Linked DNA regions of Rattus norvegicus: all the other regions are linked to region 2. The links are chromatin contacts, called in public Hi-C maps. All regions are on one chromosome and are shown on one strand. Each heading gives the region's core, a stretch centred on a gene start, on an enhancer-like site or on the middle of the called end of the contact. The rest is flanking DNA. Distances are from core to core; before and after follow the strand shown. Region 1 holds the start of Abhd17c (abhydrolase domain containing 17C, depalmitoylase). Region 2 holds the start of Mesd (mesoderm development LRP chaperone). Region 3 overlaps Il16 (interleukin 16).

Region 1 (3,319 bases), core at 722-3,221, 250 kb after region 2:
GGCACAATTACTGGATGACAGGACAGCCTAGGAGAGCCAGTTCTCTCTCCCTCCACCTCTGTATTCCACAAGTCAAACTCTGGTCACCATGTCTGCCCAGAAAGCAGCCTCCACTCACTCAGCCACCTAGCTACCTGAACACTTTTTCCAGGCCCTGACCAATGTAGAACTCACCGTGCAGCTAAGGCTAGCCTGAAACGTTCAGCAATCCTTCAGCCTCTGCCTCAGAGTACTGAGGCATATCCTACACCAGCCCTCCCTGACACATACTTCTGAAACCTGTTCTTGGGAACAGGTGGCATGTGACTACTTGTGGATCCTCAGCCACTCCATCAGGACAGAATCCAGCCGCATCTGCCTACATCGTTCTCTGAAAACTACACCCCAATTAAGGATCCCCTCCAAGACCTCAGAAGAGTTTAAGCAAACAGCACAGAGTAAATACTAAGTACTTCTCTGTTTCTCAAGAAGCATAAGGGATAATTTATGAACATACGGGCAACACATATGGAAATAAGTCATTATTACTGATCATGTACTTAGCCCAGCAAATAGACTTTTCATAAAAACTATACAAAGGTCTCTAAAAAGAACAGTGCCTACTGTCCTTATTCTGAGGACTTGTTCCTCTAAAGAAATCCAAGCTCATTACCCAAAAGGTTGCCACCTGTGCTATGGGGATTACATGGGAAGGTCACAAGCATCAAACAGGACAGGTCACTTAACTTTCTCACAAATCAAAAGTCTAAGTTCAGAGTAAAACTCAAGCAGGTTTTTCTTTTTCCCACCTGATCTGTCCCCAGATATAACAATTTGTGCTTGGCATGTAAAAGACCCCGAATAATTCCAGTTTTATGAACCCTAACTCAAGGTCAACCGATTCCCTCGAGCCTATAAGACACCCTGCGCTACTAGTGGGGTTTAGGGAAGGTTCCGACATCAGCTAACTTCCTGATCTCAAGGAACCACAAACTCTGCCGGACCAAGAGGCAAAGTCCTCACCACACCCGACCCGACCCAGCCTTAAGGGCTGTTCAGGCATCGCCCCAGGGGGACTTTCTACTTAGAAAGTCTTTTAAAGGTCATAGTCTCTCCCCTGTTTTCACAGGACACTGAAAAACCCAAGGTCACTTCTTCCAGACCTTCAGGGTCTGCGCGTAGTTCATCACACAACTCAAGCTCAACCAAGTTGGTTTGGCCGGTACGTTAGCACCCCCCACAGCGGCCACGTGCGTTTAACCGGAGCCACAAAGACTCCAGGCCTCGCTGGCCAGTGAAAAGCAGGCAGGACCCTTTAAGTCTGAGCTATCCATCCCCACAAGGGCTGGTGATCCGGAGCGAATGCAACAATCTGGGAGCACAAGCCCGCACCCAACCCGTGGCTCGGGGCTCACCGGGTGCGCAACGCCTGCCACGCGGCGTCGATGTCGGCGTAGAGATTCTTTTCGGAGGGCTTGCCGGAGCTCACACCATAGCCCGAATAGTCGTAAGAAAAGATGTTGCAGTTGATGCGCGAGCCCAGGCCGATGTAGAAGCTACACATCTGGCCCAAGTCCACAGCGTTGCCGTGAGAGAAGAGCAGCGTGTAGCGGCTGGAGGGCGCGCAGCGCACGAACATGCAGCCCAGCCGGTTGTCGCGGGCCGTGCGCGAGAAGAAGACCTCTACGGCGTCCAGTTCGCGCTGCGAGTACTGCCAGTCGGCGCGCTCGCTCAGGTGCAGGCTGCACGCGCCGGGGCCCGCACCCTCCTCGGCCGGAGCGGGCTGCGCCGCCGGGGCTGGCGCCGGGGTCGCAGCGGGCGCGGGCGCGCGCTGCTCGGGCGCCAGCACCGTGTAGGTGGGTTCGGGCGGCAGGAAGGCCAGCTTGGCGGCGATGCGGCTCGGACAAGGAGGGCAGCAGAAGAGCCAGCACAGCTCGCCGAGCGAGAAGCCGTTCATCCTGGGGCCGGGCTCGGGCATCGGGACGGCCTGGCGCCCGCCGCGGGCGGGAGGGAAGCGCAGGGAGCGCAGAGGGAGAGCGCCGAGAACTGGAGGCCGGCCGAGGAGGCGGAGAGGCTAGGGGCGGGGCCAGGCGGGCGCGGCGCGGCGAGCGGGGCGGGTCAGCGGCAGCCCCGCAGCCCCGGCGAGGTGCGGACGACCGGGGCTCGCGCGCTGCACACAAAGCCCGCGGCGGCGGCGGCCATGGCCCGCTCGAGCGCGCCGCCCCGCCCCCGCACGCTGCCGCCACTTCCGGGTTACCGCGCCGCGCGCCCCCACAAGCGGGCGGGGCTACCCCTCAGAACGGACGCCCTAGTCTGAAGCAGGACTCCCCTGTCTGGGCGGGGCTCTCACCTCTTGGGCGGGGAGTTAGTGCATCTGGGCAGGGCTGCTGGTTAGAACAAACTCCGGGATCCGAAGCGAGGCTCTGGTGTCTGGGGCGGAGCTTACCGTGATTGGGGCGGGGCTCTGAAGAGATGGGGCGGTTGGGACAATCCTGGATTGAAAAGGTAGGTGCACAGATACTTTAGGATTCGGTTCTCCAGAACCAACTTTGTCCTGGTAGGGTTATTGGGAATTTATGTAAAAGATAATTATTGAGAAAGAGAATTGAATACATTAAAAAATGCCTTGCTTCCCGCTAATCAATGCTATTTTTTTCTCTTTTGGTTGTTTGAGACAGTTTAACCTACACTGGCGTAGAACTCGGATTCCTCTTTCCTCTATACCAGTGGCTGAGATTCAAGACTTTTTGAATACCACCCTCCTCTGATCCCCCTCGTACGTGTTCCCGTGCCTGTTGGTTTTACAACTGGTGTGAACATGGTACTTTCTCACCCTCACCCCTTACGTCAACCCCCCCTACATGGTGCCAACTGGATACTCATACTCCATATCTGTCCTTTATGATGTTAGTTTCTCTAGAATTGTTTTGGCGCCAGACTTTTAATCATGAAAGACATGTTAAAACGATTTTAATCCTCTGTTGTCTTGGCTATGGGCTTTAAGTGATTTTCCAAATATAGCTCTCAGGGCCTTTGAAACCATGTGAACCCTGGTGTTCAGTTGGCAGAGCCTCTCCTCTGGACTTTGGCATTAGGCTTCGCTTTCAGGGAGAGGAGGGCATCCCAGGCTACCTGCGGTTAATGCAACCAGAGCCCCAGTGGGCAGTCACCACTCCAGACCTCAAAGATGTCCCAAGAAGGATTACAACCTTTTTGAAAACAAAAAGAATTTTGAGCATCCTAATCTAAATTGATTTATCAATACCAACATCAGTAGTAACATTGTGGACTGAATTTTAGAAGGCCATATACTCACTAAATTCATAAATTTCCAAAAAAC
Region 2 (2,965 bases), core at 263-2,762:
TGTGATGGGGTCAAATGAGAAAGAAGGCAGGACAACTCAGGACACACTCAGTTGCCACCTACTTCTGTTAAAGAAGTCTCCGTCATAAGAAAGACTTTTCCTTAAGCATGTTATAAAGGATTTGCACTCTATGAAACCTATTAATCATCTTCATCCAAAGCATAGAGAGAAAGACAGGGGAAATAGTAATAATGAGGGAGAAAGCAAAATCAAAACACTGGTGCAGTAGTGGAGAATACTATACTGGCTGTGGTAGCACATGCCTTCAATCCAGCACTTGGGAGGCAGAGTCAGGCAGATCTCTGAAGGCTGTGTCGGCTTGGTCTAGAGTGAGTTCCAGGTTAGCCAGGGAAACCTAGTCTTGAAAAAAACAAAGACAAAAGCACCCCAAAACAAAACAAAACAAAAAGCCAAAGACTAAAGGGGTGAAGCACTCAAGAATACTTAGTAGTTAATACAGTATGCTAATTAAGCATCGAAAACCCATTCTTAGATACTTTCACATTTGTGAATATAGGAATGAATTGTACCGCAGTATGTGACACCTTGGGGTCAGTAATTAAACTATATTGTTCGAATATTTTCCAACTACACCGAAGTTTCATGTCTTAGGATATAATTTGAAATTTTAAAGAAATCAGATCTGCCACTTAAAGCTTAGGAAACTAAAGTATCTCTGACCCCAAGTATTTTATTTCTGAAAAGCATAGTTGTCAGAATCTTGTAAAACAGAAAACAAAATTAGGGTAATTTTGTCTTATAGATTAGAACTGCAGTGGTAGATGGAAATCAGAAGAGACTAGAACTATTTTAAACAATAAAAATGGTTATCAATTAAATGATTTTTTAAAGTTTAATTGACAATGATAACTGAAAGACTGGCGAGTCGAAAATCATCTACGGAGCAGAATAACAATAGATTCCATATTTACAGTCTTCAAGAAAAGTTGCGCTGGCGGTCCTTAGCTTTTTAGCTGGTGGTTCTCACAGGAAATTACTAGGGAGCATGGTTCAAAGTCCACACCCTGAAAAGGGCCTCAGGGTCAAGGCAGTTTGCATATCTTCCATTCTCATTCATTTCGTAGGATTCCAGGACTCCCAGCTATTTATGCAGGACACCCTGAGGAAACTTTTCAAACCTGACTAGTGAATGAAAAACAAAAGGGCTGACTTCTAACAAAACCCCAAAACAGTGGAAATAGCACACAGTCCAGCAGGACCCAGCTAGGGTAAATTGCTTGGCCAGAATAAGGGGAGGAGCTCGCGGGGCGGAGCCTAACAAAGGGAGGAACTAGGGGGTGGAACGAACCCTTGGTGCCCAGCCAGGTGAGGTCCCAGAGCTATGGGGTGGAGTCTGGTGAGGAGGCAAGGGCCCTAGGGGCGGAGTCAGGAGACCTTAGCTGAGAGGCGGAGTCAAGTGGTGAAAGGCTCGATGATGAGGAGGAGCCTGAGGTTGGGAGACACAGGGGCGGGCAATTGTGGGGCGGGCCCAAGGGAAGGGAAGGGGATATCGGATGAGGTCCGGACTGGAGGAAACAGAACGGCGGGGTGCGGTAGGCTAGGACGCTTAGGAGGAGGAGCCATTGGACCTGTGTCCGCGAGAGTGGGGCAGGGTCGAGTACTGGCTTTAGTTCTGCTCAGAGCGAGCGAGGGACTGGATTGGAGGACCGGGGGTGGGGTGGGGGCGAGGCTCCGGCGCCGAGACTCCGCACGCTGTTTGCGCAGGCTCAGTGTGTAGCCCGTTACACTGGGCAGCTAACATGGCGGCCTCCAGCTGGCTGCGCGCGGTTCTCCTGTTTCTATGTGCCTCGGACCTTCTGTTGCTCTCTCCTCCTGAAGCCTACGCGACCGATACTCCCGGCGAGGCCATCACACCTCCACGGAAAAAGAAGGACATCCGCGATTACAACGATGCCGACATGGCGCGACTTCTGGAGCAGTGGGAGGTCCGTGTCGCCCGCATACTCCTGAGCATCTTCCCATACAGATCCCTTTTTTCTAACCCTTACCCTCTAGGTCTTTTGACCTTCTGACTTGTGTCCCCTGATCCCTCTCTCTGCCCTGTGTTCAGGGTCCTTATTGACTGTGTCCAGTACCCGCTGACCTCCCGGGTCTCCATTCCACCACGGTTCAGGCCTCTCGCCCAGTGTCCTCCACTACCATGGCTCCTCAGACACTCTAGTCAGGACTTGGATTCTCACTGGTCAAACCCTACTTTCCTTGCTGTGTCCCAGTGCTCTCACATTGATCTTGGTGGACAGTGAACCGCAAAGGGAGCGAGAGCTCCTGAGGAGCGTTTCCTCCTTCCCCCTCCTGTTCTGGAGTGAATTGGTTGTGAAGGTGGTCTCCCCCCTCCCCCCGCTCGTTTTGATAAAGATCTTTCCAAATATAGAGGGTTTCCGACTTCTTTTGGTGTTTGTCCCTGCTGGGACTTTTGTAATTTCGTGGGTGGATTTATTTTACTGGTAGAGGGAGCTAAGGCATCTCATATGGAACTCAGGTTTTTGATTCATGGGAGTAGTGAACTTGTTTTGTGAGAGGCCAAATTCTGACCTCTTACTTGATTGCATTTGGGGTGTGCAAAAGGTTCTAAGGGGCAGCTCCTGATCAAAAGTGCACAGCAGCCCTTGATTGTATTTGATTGCACAGCTGGTGGAAAGGAATCACACAACTCTATATTGTTGGAAGGGGGCAAAGACTTTGGGGCATAAGTCTAAAATAGTCACCTGCTGGTTTTGACTTGAAAAGGGGGGACTCCTGTTTTCATGTTATCTGTACCCGACAGAAGAATTGGAGAAGTGGGCCATGGTAGCACATTGTAATTCCAGCACTTAAGACATTATTGGAGGAGGCTAGCCTTAGTTAAACCTGGGCTACATATAGTAAATTTCAAACTAGTTTGGGTTTCACTGTGAGACTTGCCCCCCCTCCCCAAAAAGAAAAGAAAATTTAGAGTAGATTTGAG
Region 3 (3,381 bases), core at 392-2,891, 210 kb before region 2:
TTGTAGGGACCAATTGCTCCCAGATGGGCCAGGAGGGAGAAGCATGGGGAAGGCAGAATGCAGAGACCGTACAGAGGTCATCTAGTCCGAATCTGCACACGCACTTCATTTATGTACGTGTTTAATAAGAATGTAGACCTCACACCCATCCTGGCCCACTGATGAGGCCTGGGTAACTCTCCCGCTGATGCAGCCAATTATCAGAGACTTTCCGGAGTTCTGGTCTACTTCCTACTTATTAATGAGCAAACAGAGGCCCAGGGGCTTTATTGCAATAAATAAGTCTAGTATATAATCCAGACCTCTGTGTCCTGGGCTTTCCCATGGCCACGACCTACACTGAATGAAGAAGAGAGGAAGAGCAATAAGTACAAATGAACTTGAACTGAGCAACAGCAGAGTGATGACAGAGCCATGGGCAAGTTTAGTGCAAACCCTCGAACCCATGCTGAGCTGGGACCTGCCCTTCCTGACCCAGGCAGCTGCTATGTTTTGGGTGCTCTGCCTGAACATGGATTCAAGCCTGTATAAACAGAGTCTAGAACAGGACACAGCTGATTCTCTAAAACATGTTTAAGAATCCAATGTTCAGGGGCTGGGGATTTAGCTCAGTGGTAGAGCGCTTACCTAGGAAGCGCAAGGCCCTGGGTTCGGTCCCCAGCTCCGAAAAAAAAAAAAAGAAAAAAAGAAAAAAAAGAACCAAAAAAAAAAAAAGAATCCAATGTTCAATATTAATTTAACGGAGAGTTTCGTAAATTAATAAGACAAGGATAACCCCAATAGGAAACTAGCAAGAGTCATCAAAACATGTACTAAATAAATAAAGAAATCTTTCCATTTGCCTAAAGAGGTCTGTTTTCCAGCCGATTTTGTAAGCCAGTGTGCAAGTCACAGCTTGTATAAGTAACCAAAGGCACACTTACACTCAAAGCCAAATGTGCTGGGGTCCTAGAGACCATTACCTCCCCAGAGGCCTGGAGTCAGTTGGGCTGACTGAGCCCCATCCAGGGAAGACAGGCCACTTGAGTGATTGACAGTCAAGGTACCAGGAAAGCGGTTCCTACAGAGCTCTATCCTACAGCCAGTCACTCACTCAGTAACTGAACCCAGTTGGAGGTGGGTGGTACTGTCTGAGAGATCAGCTCCTAGGACACCAGCATGGCTGCACTTGTGAACATGTGGTGTGTGCAGTCACCAGAGGTTGTGGCCAGAAGGCTCCCAGCTTGGTTTAATGCTGGGCTGTTGCCACTTTGAAATTCTTAATAATTTTGAACAGGGTCTCTTTGTTTCATTTTAGACAGAGCCCCAACAAAGTGTGTAACGGGCCCCAGATGCAAAGCAAAGCAGAGAAGCAGAAACAGGAGAGAGAGAGAAGGCTGTGGGACAAATATTTTTAAAAGTAATAGCAACAGTAACTCAATGTGAAGAAGCAGGTGATCATGTTTGCTGCTGAAGGAGTGTCAGACTAACATGTGGACAAAGTTCTTAAGCTGGATCTACCTACTGTTTAAACCAAACGTCAACTCCTAGGCAATTACACTAACAAGAAACCAAGTTACGCAAGCCTCCAAATGGGTCGTAATTCATTTAAGAATGACTCAGAGTGACATAGAATAATGAGGCTTGCAAAGTCAAGAAACTTCCCTGAAGTCATACAGATAATCTTTTCCAAAGAAGCTAGATCCCAATCCAAGTACACTCACCCTGGAATATATTCTCTTTTGTTTTGCTCATGGTGTTTTGTTTTGTGATTTTTGTTGTTATTTGCTTGTTTTGATGTTGTTTTGTATTGATTTGATTTGACTTGATTTGATTTTGAGACAGGATCTGCTGCAACCCAGCCTGGCCACACACTCCTGATCACCCCACTACCTCTACACCCCACATGACGGGATGCTAGCTGTAAACCTCCACACTCGGCCTTTAAGCTGCATGGTTGTCACTCAGTGGGAGAAAAATTGATTCAAGGACCCCCCACAGGTGCCAGAATAAGTGGTGCTTTTCCATGTCACTGCACTGTCATCACATAATAGATGCATAGACATGTGCTTCCTATGCTGGACTGTTAGAAGACAACAAGAAGAGAAAGAATCTGCATATTTTCTGTACAAATGCAATTTTTTCAAGTACTTCCCATTTGCAGATACAGAGGCTGACAGAGTTGTCCTTTAGAACCAGCATGGGTGCAAATAAAATTTCATATATAAAGTAAACAATATTGATTATGCTAGTGAGAGACTGATAGAACATCTATATGTTTATATATCATATATAATCTCTATATAATATATAATGCAAATATCTAGGAAGAGAGAGTTGGTTAACTAGATCGTAATGTTCATATAATAAAATTGTGTGTTTCCACTAAAAATAGTTTAGAACAGAATTTCCAATGACTTGTGAATATAAGTTTTCTGAAGTCATGTGGGAAGAGTATGAAATTAACTGAAAATGCTAGCAGAGCTTAGTATTAGCACAGGTAGAGTTATGATTCACTGTGGTCTTAATTTCTTCATTTTTCTGATTCTGTTTACATTAATTAAGAGTCTTCCAGTCTTCCAGTCTCAGGTCCTATCATATCACAGATAAGGCAAGAGAGGTTGTAGGGAGAGAGACAAGATTGCTCAGCCAGCAGCTAGAGTAGCTCTCTCTCTCTCTCTCTCTCTCTCTCTCTCTCTCTCTCTTTCTTTCTGTTTTTCTTTTTTTCTCCACATGCCACCCAGCCAGAAGAACTGGTCACAGAGAAATGCTAAGGCCAACGCTAAGCTCTCTAAGCTGTCAGGGAAGCACACTCACGAAGAATGTTCTCTGAGAGATAAACAGTTCCCATCTTGGTTTATCCTTGAAAGACCAGGGAAGAGCCATCCTCCTAATCTCCCCCACAGCACTGGCAGTCTTGCTAGTCCTGATATTCAGGAGCAGATAACCTCTTGGGGTAGTTTGAATGAGAATGTCCTCCACAGGCCCACATAGGCCCATAGGTCTCCAGTTGGTGGTGATGTTTGGAGAGGTGTAGGATCTGTGGCCTTGTGGGTGGAAGTTTGTCACTAGAAGCAGGTTTGAAAGTTTAAAATCTCCCATTTCTAGTTCTCTCTCTGCTCTTTGCCTGTGGTTCGAGATGTGAGCTTTCAGCAGCCTGCTTCTGCCAGCATGACTATTGTCTCTTCCAGCCATTATCACTTCTAGTCTTCTGGAACCATAAGTCAGAAAAGCCAACCAACCAATCAACCAACCACCATCACCACCAACAACAAAAACCCTCCTTCTTTAAGTAGCCTTGGTCATGGTGTTTTATCAGCAACAGAAAAGGAACTAAGACAGCTCTATTCCCGAAGATATTTTGAGAAGATACTTACTGGTGGAGTTGCTGCGTGTCCTTTG

What was found. A called contact is a pair of places that touch in the nucleus more often than the background predicts.
Region 1: a Hi-C map of liver shows a contact between it and region 2, with 3 times the contacts expected there. The contact joins the promoter of Abhd17c here to the promoter of Mesd in region 2. A contact is called at or near these places in 2 of 12 Hi-C or Micro-C datasets (liver and mammary epithelial cells).
Region 3: a Hi-C map of Schwann cells shows a contact between it and region 2, with 4 times the contacts expected there. The contact joins the enhancer-like site here to the promoter of Mesd in region 2. A contact is called at or near these places in 7 of 12 Hi-C or Micro-C datasets (the A7r5 cell line, the Rat2 cell line, Schwann cells and 4 more).

Annotation. Positions count from the first base shown.
Region 1 is chr1:147,532,744-147,536,062 of GRCr8, forward strand. Abhd17c (abhydrolase domain containing 17C, depalmitoylase) reads right to left here and starts at 1,972. Exons shown (of 3, transcript NM_001100736.2): 1 at 1,395-1,972. The coding sequence starts at 1,957.
Region 2 is chr1:147,281,951-147,284,915 of GRCr8, forward strand. Mesd (mesoderm development LRP chaperone) reads left to right here and starts at 1,513. Exons shown (of 3, transcript NM_001008345.1): 1 at 1,513-1,946. The coding sequence starts at 1,761.
Region 3 is chr1:147,068,285-147,071,665 of GRCr8, forward strand. It overlaps Il16 (interleukin 16), which reads right to left. Exons shown (of 19, transcript NM_001105749.1): 3 at 3,357-3,381. Among named protein-coding and RNA genes, the nearest start is that of Il16, 47 kb to the right of the region's middle. Within about 2 kb of position 1,642, at least 4 of the 93 cell types and tissues checked have an H3K27ac peak or open chromatin away from gene starts, as enhancers often do. A contact at or near this core is called in Schwann cells, where this site is marked.